Linked DNA regions of Sus scrofa: region 2 is linked to region 1. The links are chromatin contacts, called in public Hi-C maps. All regions are on one chromosome and are shown on one strand. The core of a region is the stretch at or near the end of the contact, and the rest is flanking DNA. Distances in the headings are between cores, read along the strand shown. Region 1 holds the start of ZNF184 (zinc finger protein 184). Region 2 holds the start of ZNF165 (zinc finger protein 165).

Evidence for each region. Hi-C and Micro-C count contacts between places; a contact is called where the count stands out from the background.
Region 2: a contact with region 1 is called in a Hi-C map of liver, with 6 times the contacts expected there. The contact joins the promoter of ZNF165 here to the promoter of ZNF184 in region 1. A contact is called at or near these places in 1 of 5 promoter capture datasets (liver) and 1 of 47 Hi-C or Micro-C datasets (liver).

The regions. Positions count from the first base shown.
Region 1 is chr7:21,433,340-21,437,348 of Sscrofa11.1, reverse strand. It overlaps ZNF184 (zinc finger protein 184), which reads left to right and starts at 2,113. Exons shown (of 7, transcript XM_021099796.1): 1 at 2,113-2,575; 2 at 2,821-2,950.
Region 2 is chr7:21,934,317-21,938,325 of Sscrofa11.1, reverse strand. It overlaps ZNF165 (zinc finger protein 165), which reads right to left and starts at 2,174. Exons shown (of 4, transcript XM_005665673.3): 1 at 2,079-2,174.

The DNA.
Region 1 (4,009 bases), core at 864-3,363:
TATCTATTTTCTTCCAATGATCTCTCTATCTTTATGCCAAAGAATACTCTATTAATCAGTATGGCTTTAGAATGTCTTATCATGTGGTAATAAAAGTCCTCCAGATTTGTTCTTTCTTTGCAAGATTTCTGAGACTATTCTAGGTCCTTTCCACAAGCACATATATTTCAGAGATAGTTTGTCAATTCTCTCAGAAGTCCACTTTGACAATTTTATTTCAAACACATTGAATCTGAGTCTTTCAATCAATGAATATATCTTTTCATTTATTTAGATATTATTAAAAACTCTCAGAGTTCCCATCGTGGCGCAGCGGTTAACGAATCCAACTAGGATCCATGAGGTTGCGGATTCGATCCCTGGCCTTACTCAGTGGGTTAAGGATCTAGCATTGCCGTGAGCTGTGGTGTAGGCTGCAGACACGGCTCAGATCCCGCATTGCTGTGGCTCTGGCATAGGTTGGCAGCTACAGACCCCTAGCCTGGGAACCTTCATATGCCGTGGGAGTGGCCCTAGAAAAGGCAAAAAAAAAAAAAAAAAAAAAAGATAAAAATAATAAAAAAATAAAAATTCTCAGCACAGTGATTTGAGGCTTTTAATATAGCACTCTTGCACATTTTATTACATTTATTATTGTGTTTATTATTAGAATATTGATAGTTTTCTTGCTATTGTAAATGACAAAAAATTGTCTATTTTTACTGGTGTAGATGAATACAACATATATTTGAATATGGGGTTTTGTATCCAGTAAATTTGTTGTTTAAAAGAGCGTTATTTTAATCTGACAACTAGTATCATTATAAGAAGAGGAAATTTGGGTACACAAAGAGACACCAGGGAAAAGCATGCATAAAGCAAAGGACATGTGAGGATACTTCAAGAAGGTGGCTATCTGTAATCCAAGGAAGAGGTCTTTGGAGAAACAAACTTGTTGACACCTTGATCTTGGACTTCCAGCTTCCAGAACTGTGACAAAATTAATTTCTATTGTTTAAGCCACTCAATCTATGGGAATTACCGACATTTTGTTATGGCAATCATCTACATATTGCCTTTCCATCCTCTGTCCTTTATAGCTATCAGCCATTTTCTTCTATTTCATTTGTCTTTCTTTTGAATCATTCAGCTTTAAAAGAATATCCTATACATAACCTAGTCACTTTTTCGTAGCATCAATTCAGTTCTCCATTATGAATAATGCTCCTGCACTTAAATACTCTTTGCTATATGTTTTAATTCCTTTTCATCTGATGTCTTTATTTCAGCCTGTTCTTTCACAGCTTTCATTTCTGTTTCATTTAGGTCGTGTCTTCTGGCAATCTACTTAGAATACCAAATTGTTGCCAGAAATTTTCTGGTTCTCACAGTAGGTTTTTTCTGAAATCTGCTTCTAGATACCGTCCCTTTCCTTTTACTGTAACTTTGTTTTTCATATACTTAGTGTTGGGATTCCAAGTTTAGTGTTTTGTCAGCCAGTAGTCTGTGACTTGACCTTAACCCCGCTATACAAATATGGAGATGCACAGAAGTACAGTAAAGTGCTTGGGCCACACATTTAAAAGTATAGAAACCTATCGACATCTTTCGGATATTCTGCCAAAGACACATCGACAGACTGGAGTTGGGTTTCATTCATAGCTATGTGTGGGCTGAAGTAAGCATACACCGTGCACTACAGCGGTCAAAACATGGGAAGCCCACCTCACAGTTTAAAGTGAAGGTTACGACCCATTTGAGAGTCATGAAAGCAATATAATGGGTCACGACCAGAATTTTTTAAACAAATAAGTATAATATCAAATACAAGGTAGGGCACGTAATACAGGAAAGTATTGCATTATGACATAATTGTGTTTTAAAATTATATACGTGTATAAATGTGTACTCTTATAATCAGTCTGGTCACACATGCTTGAGAGTCACCTCTCCAACGAACACTTTCAACTCAGAGACCAAGGAACAAACGACTGAAGGGCAGAACCCCAGGCCCTGCTCAAAGGGCTCTTACTCTTTGGCTGAGGCCTCTGGGAAATGGAGTTTAGCGTCCTAGAGCATGCTGGGAATCGTAGTCCCGCGTGTCTGCGGGGCGTGATCTAACGCTGGCGGGCGGGGGCGGGGTTCTCTCCTCACGACCGGAAGTGGCCGTTGAAGCCGGCTGTAGGCGTGAAAAGAGGGGGGAGACCTGATGCTTCGGCTCCCTTCGCTAGGTTTGGTGATCGTCTCAGAGCTTCCGGGCGGGGGATAGGAGTGTGTGGCAGGCTCTAGAGGGAGGGAAGCCCAGGTATCACTATGGCAACCGCCAGTCCTCCGGCCGCGTGACGTCACTCCTCTCTTCGCTTGAAGCGGCCTCTGTGGGAGAGAGCTGGGGCGTCCTAGAAGGGGCGCCCATCGCCTCCTTCAGAGTGGGGCTGTTCCGCTCCGATCCCTGGGAGGGCTTTGTTCTTTTGTTCCGGCCTAGGAGGAAGGACCAGAGCCGGGCCCCGCCCTGTTGTCCATTTTCCAGCTTTTCCGCCCTGCAACAGGTGTGTCTTCCTGAGCCCGCGGGGGTGTGAGCCCGCAAGTGTGCACAGAGGTAACCGTCCGGGTAGGTGGGAGCTTCTGGTCAGATTCTAGGATAGGCGACAGGGGTTTTGGAATCTGGGGATGAGAATCTGCGTTCTCGATCTCCATTCTGTTTTTGTTCAGCCGGAATGCCACATGTCTCTTTAATGCTCTCTCTGGTCACTTCTCTTTTCCAAGGACCTCTTGGCCGCTCTGCAAAACTCTTGAGTTGTGATTGTATGACAGTTGCTGCTGACCTCATCCTGTGTCTTTTAGGGTAGCCAACTTCAGCGGGCGTAAGGGCTCATCCTCCTGCTGAACATCTGGGCTCCAGACTGAGGACCCAGCTTGAGAAACCCTGGTGTCCTGATTCCAAGAGGAAGGGGATGAGCACTTGAGATGGAAGGTAATGGGGAAGACTTGGGGGAGAGTGGGATGATGGAGGCAAAACAGCAGGCACGACTTGAAAATTAAACACTTGGCAGAGCTGGAAGTAGTGGAAGGAAGGGACCTTATGTATATAAGGATGGATGGAGAAAGAAACAATTACATCATAGGGAGAGACTTACTTATATTATAGGGGGAAACTTGAAGGAAGAGTTAATTCTGCCTGACTTTGGGATTGGGGAATGAAAAGAAGTAATGATTCAGAATGTCTGTGATCCTCACATAACCTCTGTTTATTAAAAATTAGAATGATAATGTTGCAGTCAGGAAAAGTCTTGGTACTCATCTCTTAGTGCAAGAATCAGTTCTGAAATATCCCTGGCAGATGGCCATCTGTTAAGCCTATGCCTGAACAAGTGTGGTGTTAAACAGCATTTTGGGTGCAGACTATTCCCTTGTGGGGTCTTTCTTTTTTTAGTTCCTTATATTAGGCACAGTTGTCTTTCTCTGTAATTTCTGTGTTGATTTTAGCTCTTAGTCCTCAAAAGCAAGAAACTGCTGGCTCTTTAACATTGTTGCCCTTCAGATATGTGAATTCAGCTGTTAAAACTCCTACTCACAAATTCTGTTTCTTTTCCAAACAAAATCGCCTCAATTCCCTTGATGAGTCTTCATGTAATATATCTGGTCCTCTTCCCTAAAAACTCTCCTGCGTGATGGCATGCTTCTTAAAATTCATTGCCTAAAACTAAACGTAGTTCTTTAGGTATATTTTGAAAATTTTTGATATGGATTATATTTCTGCTGTTTAGCATCAAATTTATTTGCTTTTTAAAAATTAAGCAAATGAATTCCCATTATGGCTCAGGGGTTAACTAATCCAACTAGTATCCATGAGGATGCAGGTTCAATCCCTGACCTTGCTCAGTGGGTTAAGGATCCAACGTTGCCCATAGCCGTTGGTATAGATCGCAGACGAGGCTCGGATCTCAGGTTGCTGTGTCTGTGGCAGAGGCTAGTGGCTGCAGCTCCAATTCGACTCCTAGCCTGGGAACCTCCATATGCCACTGGTGTGGCC
Region 2 (4,009 bases), core at 925-3,424, 500 kb before region 1:
CTCTGGATTTTAAATGATAATGAGACATCCATTTAGAAAAACATTTTCAAAAATTTTTTAAAAATCTTTTTATAGGGCTGCACCCATGGCATAGGGAAGTTCCCAGGCTAAGGGTGGAATGGGAGCTGCAGTGCTGGCCTCTCCACAGCTCATGGAATCACTGGATCCTTAACCCACTGAGTGAGGCCAGGGATTTAACCTGTGTCCTCATGGATCCTAGTTGGGTTCATTACCAGTGAACCACCACTGGAACTCCCATTTCAACAAATATTGAGATATTTTAATAGAAAGGAGCTAGGAACATAAATATGAATTTAGATAAGATCCATGGAAAAGGAAGTTGAAGATAAGTATTGAGGATAATTTTCCAAGAGTATGAAATGAAGATCACAGGCTCAGACTGAACCTTAGAAAACAGAGTTTGAGTGGGTATAAGTAAGAACAAAATTTAGCAATGATAGAAAAGGAAAATGGGGGTTAGACCTATGGTATATCAGTCTTAATCCTGCATAATTTCTTGGGACATTCTTTTGATAGAGATCTAATTTCTTCTTATGTTTCCTAGATGTGTTAAGTGCTTACTAGATAGTGTCCTAATACTTTATGGGCATTATCTCATTTAGCATAGGAAGATAGCATTGAAGTAGGCTACAGAATCCGTAACTGCTAGCTTAAATTTAAATTATCATGCTTGCAGTTCTTCTTGAGGCTCAGTGGTAACGAACTCGACTAGAATCCATGAGGATGCTAGGTTCCATCCTTGGCCTCCCTCAGTGGGTTAAGGAGCTGGCGATGTGGTGAGCTGTGGTATAGGTCACAGTTGTGGCTCAGATCCTGTGTTGCTGTGGCTGGGGTGTAGGTGGGCAGCTGTAGCTCCCATTTAACCCCTAGCCTGGGAAATTTCCATATGCTGAGGGTTAGGCCCTAAAAAGGCAAAAAAAAAAAAAAAAAAAAAAATTCATGCTAAGTAACTGATTCTACATGTCATCTCCTCAGATAGCTGAAAGTTCTGTCTCCAGGTGTCTAATCACTTCTCATCCACTTAAAACAGTTCAAAACTCTAGATAAAACTATTTGTTCTCAAGATAATTTGATTTGATATATTTTCCCTAAAGCCAGGTGTCAAATGTCTTACTAACCTCAAGATAATAAATATTTATGGAGAATCCAATGCTTTACGACCATCGGGTTGGAGAAGAGTTACCAAAAAACGTAAGCAGGATGTAAACAAATGCTATTCCAACAGACAGTAAGGAGTAATTAGTTACATTGGGAAAGGTGGAAGTTCGGAAAAGTGTAGGGTTCTGGTTGGAGGAGTAGGTCCCCGGAGTTTATGTTGGGATAGAGAGGAAGAGGAAGAGTTTTGTTGGAGGAGGGATAGGAGTTAGGGGAAATCCAAAAGGTCACAGAGTAGAGGAGGGAATTCAAAGTACTTGCTGAGAAAGGCTCCCACAGCACCTTGTCTTTCTCATATTGAGGCACTTTCCAGTCTTACAACTACCTGCTGTGATGTCCTGTTTTGAACTCTAGAAAGAGGGCAGGGGTTCAGTACAGGTTTCACGGCATCCCCGGTACACAAGAAATAACTCATTAAATATTTACTGTGTGAGGAAATTTCACGAGGATGCCGGGCTGACCGACCCTACTTTTCCTACTCAAAGGCGGGTTACTTCTCCCATGAAAAGCAGGAGTCGGGGACAGACCCTGGGGCAGTTTCTTCTGAAACAGAAATCCCCCTTCCCCTTCCGTCTCGACTGGGTCAATCCACTTCTCTTACCAGTTACCCTGGAATCGGAGAACCAAACAGCTCGCCGCCCCCCAAACCACGCCCCGCAGCCCTCAACGATGACGTCACGCGCGGCGGGGGTAACCATGGAAACCTTCATTTCCCTCCCGAAATAGGCGGGCGAGAAAGCTCTCCCAAGGCCAACCCTAGTTCCACCTTTCCTTGGGATTCCTCTGAGGTCTCGGGTCCAGAGCGCCACGGGGCTGCTGCATTTCCGAAGGGAACATGATAGGGACTGGGTGTTTGGAGGGGACAAAGGGCCAGACACCTGGGTCCCCGGACCCGGACTCACCTCTCCCGCAGGGCTGGTTCCGATCGGACACTTCCGGTGGAAGGACGGCGCTGCACTGTCTCTCAAGGCTTCCTTCCACGGAGACTTTTGAGGCTGCGCAGTAGGAGACTGGCGGGTTTTGGACTGCGATTCCCAGAAGTCTTCGGGTTTCCTCAGGCGCTCGGACTCCATTTCCCGGGTATTTTCGTCCCGGTCTTAAAGTTCTCAGAGTTTTTTATGGTAGTAGTAAACTTTTCTCTACCGCTCCCATGTGGCCTCGTCCTTGACTTCAGTCTAAGGTGGTGAAATGGAAACCCATGCAGGGGGATGCAGTTCAGACTTCACTTTTGGACTCCAGGAGGCTTTTTTCCCTCGAACCCTTGATTTATCCTCCAACCCAGGTGGAACGCAGATATACACAGTAGGATTAACTGTAACGCCTGGCTCAAGACTTCTATTCATGACCCGAAAGTGTGAACATTCTCGAATCCGTTACCAAATCTTTAAGAACTAGAACATTGACAATAACTTAACCATTACTACAACTCCTTCTCTTGTCTCCCTCCGTATCTCCTATAATCTGAGGTAACCACTATTAAAAATTTTCTGTTCCCTTGTTAAAAAGATAGTTCTGTTTGGTATATACTTAAGGTCAAACAACATATGCTTTTAATTTTAGTTGTTTCTCACTAAAAGGCATCGTGTCATTGGTAATTGATATTTGCTTCTTTACACTCAGCAATTTGTTACCAAGATTTATCGAAATTGTTGAGTTAAAATTAACTTTCATTACTGTGTAACGTTGCAGTTGTGACTATAACATCGTGTTCATCCATTCTTCTAAAGACAGGCTGATACGCTGTTGTCTCTCTTCTGAACTAAAATAACCTGTTAAGTGAGGCCTCTGCTTCTACCTGTATCCTCCACAGTCCGGTCTCAATTAGAACATTTGGAGTGATACTGTTTTTGTTTTATAAATCAGAATATCATTTTTTTTCTTATGTGGATCTTCTACTATCATCTCATTTATTTATTTAACAATTCTTTTTAATTGAGATATAGTTGATGTGCAATATTATATAGGTTTCGAGTGTACAACATAGTTATTCACAATTTTAAAGGTTGTACTCCATTTACAATATTGGCTGTATTCCCTGTGCTGAACCATATATACTTGTAGCTTATTTATTTATTTTTGGCCACGTTGTAGGCATGCGGAAGGACTGGAGCTTGTATCACAGCAGTGACCCAAGCCACAGCAGTGACAACACCGAATCCTTAACCCTCTAGGTCATGAAGGAATTCCATCTTATTTATTTTACATACAGTAGTTTGGACCTCTTAATCCTCTTCTCATAACTGGCCCCTCCCCACTTCCCTGTTTCCACTGGTAACCACTAGTTTGTTCTCTATATCTGTAAGTCTTTTTTTTTTTTTTTGGTTATATTCACTAGTGTGTTTTATTTAGATTATCATTTAGATAAATGATATTATACAGTACTTGTCTTTTTCTTTTCTTTTTTTTTTTGTCTTTTAGGGCCAGATCCATGGCCTATGGAAACTCCCAGGCTAGGGGTCCAGTTGCAGCTGTAGCCACCAGCCTACACCACAGCCACTGCAACACCAGATCTGAGCTGTACTGCCACCTACACCATAGCTCATGGCAACGCCGGATTATTAACCCACTGAGTGAGGCCAAGGATTGAACCTGCACCCTCATGGATGCTAGTTGGGTTTTTTAGCCACTGAGCCATGACTGGAACTCTGGTATTTGTCTTTTTCTGTTTGACTTATTTTACTAAGTATTATCCCCTCCAAGTCCATCCATGTTGTTATAAATGGCAAAATTTCCTTCCTTTTTATGACTGAGGGGTATTCCTGTGTGTGTGTTTGTGTGTGTGTGTGTGTGTGTGTGTGTGTGTGTGTGTATGTCTCACATATTCTTTATCCAT